Linked DNA regions of Mus musculus: region 1 is linked to region 2. A link is a contact called in public promoter capture Hi-C data. All regions are on one chromosome and are shown on one strand. The core of a region is the stretch at or near the end of the contact, and the rest is flanking DNA. Distances in the headings are between cores, read along the strand shown. Region 1 holds the start of 2900092D14Rik (RIKEN cDNA 2900092D14 gene). Region 2 has its middle 14 kb from the start of Gm35935.

What was found. Promoter capture Hi-C pulls out the DNA fragments that hold promoters and counts their contacts.
Region 1: a contact with region 2 is called in a promoter capture Hi-C map of liver, with 7 times the contacts expected there. The contact joins the promoter of 2900092D14Rik here to the enhancer-like site in region 2. A contact is called at or near these places in 10 of 39 promoter capture datasets (the 3T3-L1 cell line, the C10 cell line, the HPC-7 cell line and 5 more), 1 of 484 Hi-C or Micro-C datasets (cerebellar granule neurons), 7 of 115 datasets of contacts at active chromatin or transcription factors (astrocytes, differentiating embryonic stem cells, embryonic forebrain and 4 more) and 1 of 9 other capture datasets (embryonic tail).

Annotation. Positions count from the first base shown.
Region 1 is chr1:42,697,155-42,702,373 of GRCm38.p6, forward strand. 2900092D14Rik (RIKEN cDNA 2900092D14 gene) reads left to right here and starts at 3,182. Exons shown (of 1, transcript NR_027891.1): 1 at 3,182-5,219. Pou3f3 (POU domain, class 3, transcription factor 3) reads left to right here. Exons shown (of 1, transcript NM_008900.3): 1 at 1-3,056. The coding sequence ends at 1,485. The region is part of intron 1 of Gm46091 (predicted gene, 46091); the gene reads left to right.
Region 2 is chr1:41,556,619-41,562,358 of GRCm38.p6, forward strand. No RefSeq gene overlaps it. Among named protein-coding and RNA genes, the nearest start is that of Gm35935, 14 kb to the right of the region's middle. Within about 2 kb of position 2,838, at least 5 of the 459 cell types and tissues checked have an H3K27ac peak or open chromatin away from gene starts, as enhancers often do. A contact at or near this core is called in liver, where this site is marked.

The sequences.
Region 1 (5,219 bases), core at 1,932-4,431, 1.1 Mb after region 2:
GCGGCTTCTAACCCCTACCTGCCGGGGAACAGCCTGCTCACGGCCGGCTCCATTGTGCACTCGGACGCGGCCGGGGCGGGCGGCGGCGGAGGGGGCGGCGGCGGCGGCGGCGGCGGGGCGGGGGGCGGCGGCGGCGGCATGCAGCCGGGAAGCGCCGCCGTGACCTCGGGCGCCTACCGGGGGGACCCGTCCTCGGTCAAGATGGTCCAGAGCGACTTCATGCAGGGGGCCATGGCCGCCAGCAACGGCGGCCATATGCTGAGCCACGCGCACCAGTGGGTCACCGCCCTGCCCCACGCTGCCGCCGCTGCCGCCGCTGCTGCCGCCGCTGCCGTGGAAGCCAGCTCACCGTGGTCGGGCAGTGCGGTGGGCATGGCCGGCAGCCCCCAGCAGCCGCCACAGCCGCCGCCGCCGCCGCCTCAGGGCCCCGACGTGAAGGGAGGCGCTGGACGCGAAGACCTGCACGCCGGTACCGCGCTGCATCACCGCGGACCGCCGCACCTCGGGCCCCCGCCGCCGCCCCCTCACCAAGGACACCCTGGGGGCTGGGGGGCCGCAGCCGCCGCCGCCGCTGCCGCCGCAGCCGCCGCCGCTGCCGCTCACCTCCCGTCCATGGCGGGTGGCCAGCAGCCGCCGCCGCAGAGTCTGCTGTACTCGCAGCCCGGAGGCTTCACGGTGAACGGCATGCTGAGCGCGCCCCCGGGGCCCGGCGGTGGCGGCGGTGGAGCGGGCGGTGGAGCCCAGAGCCTGGTTCACCCCGGGCTAGTGCGCGGGGACACGCCCGAGTTGGCGGAGCATCATCACCACCATCACCACCACGCGCACCCGCACCCGCCGCACCCGCACCACGCGCAGGGACCCCCGCATCACGGCGGCGGCGGCGCGGGGCCAGGGCTCAACAGCCACGACCCTCACTCGGACGAGGACACGCCGACGTCTGACGACCTGGAGCAGTTCGCTAAGCAGTTCAAACAGCGGCGCATCAAGCTGGGTTTCACCCAGGCGGACGTGGGGCTGGCTCTGGGTACGCTCTATGGCAACGTGTTCTCGCAGACCACTATCTGCCGCTTCGAGGCCCTGCAGCTCAGTTTCAAGAACATGTGCAAGCTCAAGCCGCTACTGAACAAGTGGCTGGAGGAGGCTGACTCGAGCACTGGCAGTCCCACCAGCATTGACAAGATCGCAGCGCAGGGCCGCAAGCGCAAGAAGCGGACCTCCATCGAGGTTAGCGTCAAAGGCGCGCTGGAGAGCCACTTCCTCAAGTGCCCTAAACCCTCGGCGCAGGAAATCACCAACTTGGCCGACAGCCTACAGCTGGAAAAGGAGGTCGTGCGGGTCTGGTTCTGCAACCGACGCCAAAAGGAAAAACGCATGACGCCCCCTGGCATCCAGCAGCAGACGCCGGACGATGTCTACTCGCAGGTGGGTACCGTGAGCGCTGACACACCGCCACCGCACCACGGGCTTCAGACCAGCGTGCAGTGAATGCCGGGGCGCAGCGCGAAGAGGGCCGCCGCCGCCGCCGCCACCTCCGCAGCCGCTGTCAGCACCGCCATGGTCGCCGTCGCCGCCGTCTCCGAGCCGCCGCCGCCGAGAACCACCGCTGCTGCTGCTGCCGCCGCCGCCGCCGTCACCGTCGCCGCCGCCGCCGCTGCCGCCGCGCAGACCCAGCACCTGGCCAGTGCCAGGGCATCTAGGCCTCCTCCCCTCCGCCCAAAGACAGGCGTGCCACGGCCCCAGGAGGGGGGAGGACAGCTGGAGACCGATGAGACTCTTTCTGAAGTCCAAGAAAGGAGGGACCAAAAAAATTTTTAAGCATAATAAATACCAAGACTGTTTTATATGCATATATAACAAACAAAACCGGAAGAGGAAAAGGGGCAACAGGGACATCTCGTTTATACTGTGGTGGTGTTCTGCTTCTGTTTTGAAAGAAGGGTGAAGATGCCTAACGCACCTAAACTGCACACTTGAGGTACTGTCCACACCGAGATGTCCTGCATGGCGTCGTCGGTGGAGAACACCTGCCTCGGAGATAAGAGAGAGACACCCCCCCCCTCTTTCTTCCACTTCTTCCAAAAGGGCTGCCTAAAAGATCCATGGAAACTTTCTTTATGGGGAGCGACCTGAAAAGAAAGACGCACCAGGTTTCCTGCAGGTCTGACTCTGCTCTTGGACAGTGTTTTTCTTGGCCATATTCAAGTCTTTGGGGAACAAATAAATCAACTAAGAAATGGGAAGAAGGGAGAAACAGAGTCTGGGGGGGAAGATTCGCCGCTTCTGAAGTTCACAGACTGAACAAGAAAGCCAAAAGAAAGCATCCTCCGCAGTAAACTTGGAAATAAAAGCATCGCGAAAGAGCCAAGGCTGGGTGAGGCTGAAGGGTAGGTACGTCCAGCCGCAATCCACTAGCGGAGAGGGCACAAAAGCGGGGCCCGGGCCCAGCCTCTGAGACCGCCCACAAGGGCCAGGCCTCCACCACCAAACCCGGGCTTTGCTGACTGCCGCTCGGGGTGGACCATGCCTAAAGATTCCGCCGCTAATATTTTTTTTATTAACATTTTTTATTTTTTATTTCTGGACTGACTCCGATAAAAGGGTGTGGAAAGACAGCACCAACCGCGCACTTCCCTTGACTTCTGCCCTCAATGCGTTGCCAACTTTGATTGAATGGGTGCTGCGGATGTGATTATGTAATACTGCCATTTCCAAGCAGTGTTTTTGGTAGGTTTTAATAAACAGACTTTTCAAATGACGGCAATATAGAATCGTTAGATCCGTTGTTGATCTAAAAATATTTGCTTTATATTTTCATTAAATGACTTCTTTTAATATTTTATTCAAAATACTTATGAACTGCTGCAAAACGGTAATTTATTTTTCCCCAGATCTTGTATTACGTGTTTTTTTCAGACGAGCACAAATCAAAATGAAATGAAAATATGGACAGTTGTTAGGTAATAAGGGTATCTTTTGATGTGATCATTTGATTGTAATTTAATTTGAGTAGTGATTCCGTAAGAGCTGATTGAGAAAATAAATTTGTTAGAATGAAATGGTCTGTGTCTGATGCATAAACACTGTGTGGGAAGAAAAGAATCCTTTAGAAAATATTTTTTTACTAATGCAGACCCTTAAGTCATAGCATTAAGAGAGCGGAGCTTCCCCACGCAAAGGTATGTTTGAAACCTCCAGAACAGGCTAGGGTTGCTAAAAGGAGTTGCTTTAGCAATAGTGGTTATTCACTCCTTGTTGGTCCATAAATTTCACAATATTCTCCTTACCCTCAGTTTCAATGGGTGTCTCTAGTGTTTTTGCTGAGTGATCTATAAATATTAGCCATTTTCTTGAAAGTACCTGTGTTTTGCTACATCACCAGTGAAAATATGCCCACCAGCCAGTCATGGTAAATACAGTTCCTCTTAGGTCAGCCTCTTTTTGATCACCTTGCCTTCCAATATATCCCTGTTTTTTTCTTTCTTCCTTTCTTTTCCTTCCTTCTTTCCTCTCTTTCTTTCTTTCTTTCTTTCTTTCTTTCTTTCTTTTCTTTCTCTTTCTGTCTTTGTGGATCAATAGTTGCGAAGGATAGCTTATAAATTCATGAAATATTTTGATATCAGTTACTCCCCATTGATAACTATGTGTGATTAAATTTCCATTATTAAGCCTATATTTGCTTTTCTTCCTATATTTCTTTCATGAAAGATGATGGTACTGAGCCCTGCTTTGCTCTGTGCTGAGATTGTCCCTAGCGCAGACTCCAGGCTGCCCATTTCTGTGGTTTGGTCCTTCAGAGGCATAGTAACTCTTCATCTTCCTTACCAATGCCTAGGCTTTAGTTATTTTGGTCACTTTTTAGATAAGACCCTGCAGGATGGTCACATTTATCAAGTTGATGCATCAGTATTTACAAGCTGGAAATACAACACCTCAGGGTATGAGAGATAAAGAGGAGAAAGGCTCTGATTGGTTGAGTCCTTGTATTGTATGTGGTTTTTTTTTTTTTTTTTTTAAGTACTTAGGTGGAAAAACAATGATTTTTACACAGGCATTTCCCCCAATCTCAGCTACCATTCACCTTTTGCCTAATCTTTGCTGGCTTCCCCTCCCCCAATATAGATTCAAGGGTTAAAAAATTCTGGGAAACTATGAGGACAAGAAATAGTTTCTCACAGACAGACCCAATAGCACAAATTGAGCCCAGCCAGACAACCATGTATTTGGGTTGCATTATTTTAGATACCAAATTGTAGTAAAAAAAAAAAAAATCACCAGCATTCTGATTCATGAAATCTGGAAAAGGCCATATTTATTAAACAGAAAGACATGAAGGTACAGATAAGAAACCACATTTTATTTTTCTCTTTGCTTTTGTTTTCTGTTTCTCCTGTTATTGTTATCACACTGCCTGGAGTTGGGGTAGGGTGAGAGTCATCATCTTTTTATTTGTTTGTTTTGTTGTTGTTGTTGTTGTTGTTGTTGTTGTTGTTTTAGAGGCTCTGAGGGTAAGCCAAGAAGGCCTCCCTGAAAGTGAGGAATGGGCCAGGCTGTTTGTAAATGGAACACATCACTGGTGTGTGACAGGGATCTTGGTGGGTTTTTGTTTTTGTTTTATTTTTGTTGTTTGATTAAGGGCGAGGTTTTGTTTTGTTTTGTTGTTTGTTTGTTTGATGTTTTGTTTTGTTTTCCTGCTGGAATGGTGGTGCCTGACTAGGAAAGGAATGGGTCTATTTTAAATGCCAGGAGGTATCTGCTTTCTTGATTTAGCTCATGACAAAAGAGCTAATGTTAGATTTTACCCTGTCTTCTATTTGCTGGTTACTTTGGAAGAAGCCCAGATCTATGGGTAGCAGAGTACGTTTTTGATTGAAGAAGATAGGCAAACCAAGCAGTTTTGCTTGTCATTGTGTGTTGTGTAAAGTAAGCTGACGCTTGCACTTTTTGTTTTAAAGTCAATCCTTTGAATGTATTTACAAAATGAAATTGATGGTTGAAACACAGCAGAGAAGATATGAGAGTTTTTGTGCTAAGGCTCATATTGTTACACATGTAAATAATGAACATATTGTTGTATATCACCAGGTCTTTAAAAAAAAAAGAATTTGGTCATTGTGTTCTTATGCAGCACAAATGTCTTGTGCTTCGTAAACTGCCCATTTGTTTCCTCCATTTCAGACTGCCTACTCTTCCCCTTCCAACCCAAAGGAAAGTGACAAAGT
Region 2 (5,740 bases), core at 1,588-4,087:
TGGAAAAGTGCCTATAGAAATTGCAATATATCTTGGAGAGTTATGAAAAAATAGCCATTCTCTAGAAAACTTAAGTATCTACACAGAAATACACACCAACACACACACACACACACACACACACACACACACACACAGAGTCATAGGCATACAAAAATCCAAAGGTACCTGTGGACTTGAGGGCTAGGAAACTACCCTTGTCGGGAGGGGAGTGTGAGGCATAAAAACTATTGAAAATGTCTGTATGTTATTATTTTAATGCTTTGCCTATATGTATGTATCTCTGTATCATGTGCTTTCCTATGGAAGCCAGAATAGTGTGTTAGATCCCCTGGAGATGGACTTACAGACGGTTGTGAGCCACCATGTGGGCAGCCGGAATTGAACCTAGGTCCTCTCTAAAAGTAACAGGTTCATTGACACATCTCTACAGCTCCGCACTCACACCAAACCCTTTCTTTTAAAAGCATGTTTTCAAAATGCAAAGATGTATAAGAGATCGTGAAGATCAGGCAAAAATAATCTTCCCCTTCAAACAAACAAGTGAAATCTACACATGTAGAATTAGTAAGAAAATATTTTTCTATTTGAAAGGTGCAGTGATCTCTGTAGGGTTCTACTAGTCTAGTGTCTGTCAGAGCAATTAGCTCTAATTAGCACATCCATGGGCAAGGTTCCATGAGATGCAAGCATGAGATGGGCAGAAACGATAATCCCCTTATCTCTCTTGCCACTGATTCCTCTTCAAAATTAGATTGCAGTGCTTTGTGGAAGTCTTTAAGGCCATTTTACTGCCACCAGCTGGCTGACACCAAAGACAGAGGGCTGCCCGAAGGAATACCTGTCTGTCCTCTCATGAACCCTCACTCCAGTACTGGGAAGTGAAATTCCACAGAAACAGTAAGGCCATTTACATTCAAGATTGGAAGCTCCTGTGGCTTCCAACGTGTGTGTTACAGTTTGGCACAATAGTGAAATACTCTTGTATGCCTCAGGAAAACAGCTGCATGAGGCAGTCAAGGGGTTTCCTAACTAATGGAGGTTTGCAAAACTTCTACAAGTTTAGTAGCTAAGAACAGTTTTTCTTCTTTTCTATGCTCTGATCTAAGACTATTTTTCATCTTGAATTAGAATTACATCCTGAATCAACATTTAAGCTTAATCTATATAAGAGCTGTTTTTATTAAATTATTATGATTATGAGGATATGATTATGACTGTATAGTATACATTAATTGGATGACATAATATGTATCATGTTTAATATATCATACTGTTTATGAGCTATAATTCTATTAATTTTCTTCCTTAATTTTGATGTTTATCTAATATTCAAATCTTCAAGCAATATTAAATATATTATATAAAATAATTGAGAATTTTGTTCATACAGTTTTAGAATCATTGATATAAACTATATAAATTAGTATAGTAATTTGAGAATAAAGCTTTGATGATTTCTTTTGAAAATGAGAATAGTCACATCTTTGGGAGCACAGTGTGAAAGAGTAAGATGGCACTCACAATCTATGGGTACACCTTTATATTCATTTAAAATCCATTAACATTTTACTTGGGACCAGAAAACACACACACAGTGACAGAGAGGTACATGTATAAATAGGTGTTATATTCACTATATATCCAGGTAGAAAGCATGAACATTTAGACACCTGCATGAAATATGCGCTTACTATTCTATGTAGAATATATAAAGTAATCCATATATATACTATATACAGTAACATATACATAATACTATATATTACATAAACTCTCATATAAACACACATATATAGTGTGACATATGTATACATTTATATAAGAGTATATATTTCTACCTATATGTATAGGTATGTATATTAATACTTTTAGCTTTTATATACTCATAAGGTAGAATTCAAAATATAGCATCAAAATAAGTAAAATATCTAACAGTAACAATATAAAATATTATTTATTCACCTAGCAACTAAAATTCTGAATTCTTGATAGATGTACAATATGGGAGGATTTTTAAGCTATGTTAAATAGTTTATAGCACAGTGGTTACTTTAAAATAGTACACAACTGAAAAGAGATAAAGTTATTTCTCTTATTTGTTCTTATACATTTATGAACAGATCCTGTTTTTCATCCTGATGTGGTATTTCTTTTATAATTATGAAATACTCCTTAAACCCAAAACTCGCAAGAAAAGTAAATTGTCTCAAATTAAATTATGAACAATTTGAGAAACAAGTTGGTAGACAAATGATACACAAAGAGAGAGACACCAGCAAGAAGAAAATCAGAATTGTAGGTCCCTTGGATGAGTATTTATATACACCTCTGAATTTATTGTAAAGACAAGGCATTCCTGTATGGAGGACCTGGCTTGTAAATGTTTAAAAAATGGTATGGTTTTTTTTTTTTTTTTCCTTTTCAAAATATTTAGTGTCTACATTTCATCAGTGAGCCAAGTAAATCATGGTTTCTTCAAGTGCAAGGATCGAAACCAATTACCATTAGTGACCATCGGGTGCAGCAGATCCTTTCTGTCCCGTTGCCTGAATCTCAATGCTCTCCCAAGTGTGCCTGTGCAATTTAACAGGACGATCAATACCCCGCAGCAGTTAGCAGCAGCCCTCTTGAAGTGCTTCACAAAACATGCTACATTTCTCTACCGAATAAATGTCAAAACATTCCAACGGCTACAATTCTTGGGAGAAATCGTTCTTCTGAAACATTATTGACATACTTTAACCCACATTTCCCGCTGCTCGCAGGCGTCCTACTGGTCAGTCAATTCCGATTTGGCAAGAGCCACATCGACACGTGCTCCCGCTGACTTGCTTGGCTGCAGTCAAAGATAGCAGAATCTGGTGGCTAGGTCCTGGGGTTCAAGGGTCAGTGGTCTAACGCTCACCCAAGGTCAAGGTGATGGCAACCCCTCTCCAGAGACTTGGCTTCATTTCTAACCTGCCCTTGAAACTGATCAATAGCATCACAAACCATGCCTCCGGAGCACAAAAGACCATAGGATCTAAACACTGCTATGTCATATCTAAGTAAATCAGAAGCATAAAAGCCATGCAGGGAAATTTAACTTGTCAGTGAAAGGAAAAAGCCATAGTGAAACATGCATATACAACATTATAATTAGTAAAATAATAAATAATTTGAATATATATATATATACACACATATATATGTAAAGAAAAGACATTTATGAAAAATAAATTTCTGAGCTATATTTTTATTGTTCAACTTCAGAAACTTAAGTCTCATGCTGTAACTTCATTGGTCTGAACTTTCTAAAATAAAGGGGTAGTCAGTAGTTGCCAAGACTTTATTTAATAGGAGTGTATGTTCTCCTTCAACCTTAGATTTATTTTTATTTATTTTTATTTTTAATTTTTGTTGTTGCCCATTTCAAACTCTCTGCTACTCCCAGGCTCTCTGTGAATTATTTCAGCTGAAGATGCGCACCTTCCAGATAGCATGGAGAAAAACCGGCCACGTGAAGTATAAACAGAAGGCTGCTAAGCTGGGCCAAGCTTCATTTGGATAGTCACCAGAACAGATAGTGACAGTTTTGTTGGCCTGCCACTGTCTGTTCCAGAACAAGAAGCTGGGGCCTTTAATGACCCCAGCCCAGTCAGGTCACCCTGGAGCCATCCCTACAGCCAGCTAGGTTTCTTTCACAGCTAGTGAGAGCTCTTCCTGCATCTGGAGGTCATGCATATCATTATGGAGAGTGTGTGGTTTTAACTGGTTCTGCAAGCTCTGTTGCACTCTCTAATGCCACTGCTGTGTGGCTTCATGCTCAGCTCCATCTGCCATTGGTCAGGTTAGAATGACAAAGAAAGAGAAGATCTCTCACAGAATCTGAAATGATGTTACCTTTACCTTCTTTGAGCTGAAAAAAAAAATCGCTCAGCGAAGGAAGGCAGTTGATGTGTATTAAGTACACCTATTGAGGCTTTCAGAAGTGGACCTGGAGATACTAGAACTTTTAGTAGTGACTTTTTTTTTTTCAACAAACACTGGTATAGGCAGTCTGAATGACGACTTCTTCATCAATTCATCTTAAAATTATACACTCTTGTAAGCAAAGAAGAGTGTTTTTAGTGCCATCATTAAAAGACCTTGAAGATCAGATACAATGTCCCTACTTTTATCATCATCCTGATCCTTTGTCCAGTATATTCAAGGATATAAATTCAGTGTGTAATCAAAGCACTCAATGTCCCAACGGTAGGCTCTTCAGTGAGGCAGCAGGGACATACAGGACTGAGAAGAATATCACCACCCCCCATACCTGCACTACCTTTAAGTTGCTGCTTCACACACGTTTTGCTGTAAAACGTATTATCAAGACAATATGCAAAACATAAAACTACCCACAAGAGGTTAAAATCCACCATAGCCACAGCCAGGAGAGAATTTACCACATCCTGCCAGACACATATAAAATAGTTTCTTGATTCAAACTCTGATTTCTTACCATTGACCAAAGGTTTAATCATCAGTCAGTGTTCAGTAGCTGTTTTAAAAAAGAATCATCAATAATTTCCTTAAGACAGGTAACAGCTCTTTGCATCTCTTAGGCAAACTGCAGGCCTCATTCCTTAATCTTAGCAAAAAAAGAAAGTTAGACTATTTTAGAAGGTTGTTATAATTAGCCTTTACACACATAAGTGTTTATATTAGCATTTCTAAGTATCTGATGGGAATGATAGATTTCCTCTGCATATGAGACAGAATATACCTTCATCTGTATTGAATGTCAATTAATCCTTACTACCTCCCTCTGAAATTGTTATAATAGTTGTATAAATATTTTTATTCTCTATTAATTTCTTATATGTACAAGCTGCATTTCTTGTATGAGTTACTTTTTCATATCATTTTTAAGTGGGTGTTTGCCTATGCTCCATAAGAGGAAATATAAGATAATTTTTACTGTTTCACTTCTGAGCTTTGGGTTCTCTGAAACCAAAGCCAACAGTTTTGGCACTGTGCTCTTTTAACATTGACTCACCAGGGATATCACAAATGATAGGTTTGCCTAAGCTCCATGGAGGTGGGGGTCAATTTGTGTGTGTGTGTGTGTGTGTGTGTGTGTGTGTGTGTGTGTGTGTGTGTGTGTGTGTGCACAAGATAACTCATGTCTTATTTAGCAGGTTTGGATACAACACCAAGCTAAGGGTGGTTATTATAGCAACTAATAGCACAGTAACCAGAAGGAGTTGCTAAAATTGAAGGGACATGAATTCATTTATCTTTTATTGGATCAATGCTATTGACTAATTGCTGTAATTCCTGTTTCACAAAAACAGGCAAAATGAATAAATAAAACCCACAACTAGAGATGAAAATGTTGGGGAGAATATTTAGCAGGCCATTGATACTGGAAGAAGATAAAGATTACTGCTAAGCCGATGTTCAGGCTTCAGATTTCACCCTGAAGTTTCTTCTCTGTAGTTTTGTGTACATCATATGACTTACTTGAAATTCTTTTATTCCTCTCAGAGATGAACATAACAATGGGCATCTTCATGTGGTAGTGGAGGGAGACTGTGCTCTTGAAGAGGTACATTAAGCAAAGCTAAGGGAAAATGCATACCCATGCTAGGAGGACTTCAGAGATATTAAAACAGCTAAGGCAAAGAGCTTGAAAGCTTCATGAGAGGGAGCAGAAATTGCACACTAAGTTGCTAATGGCAGAGGCACGGGGCTATTCAGCAGTAACAAT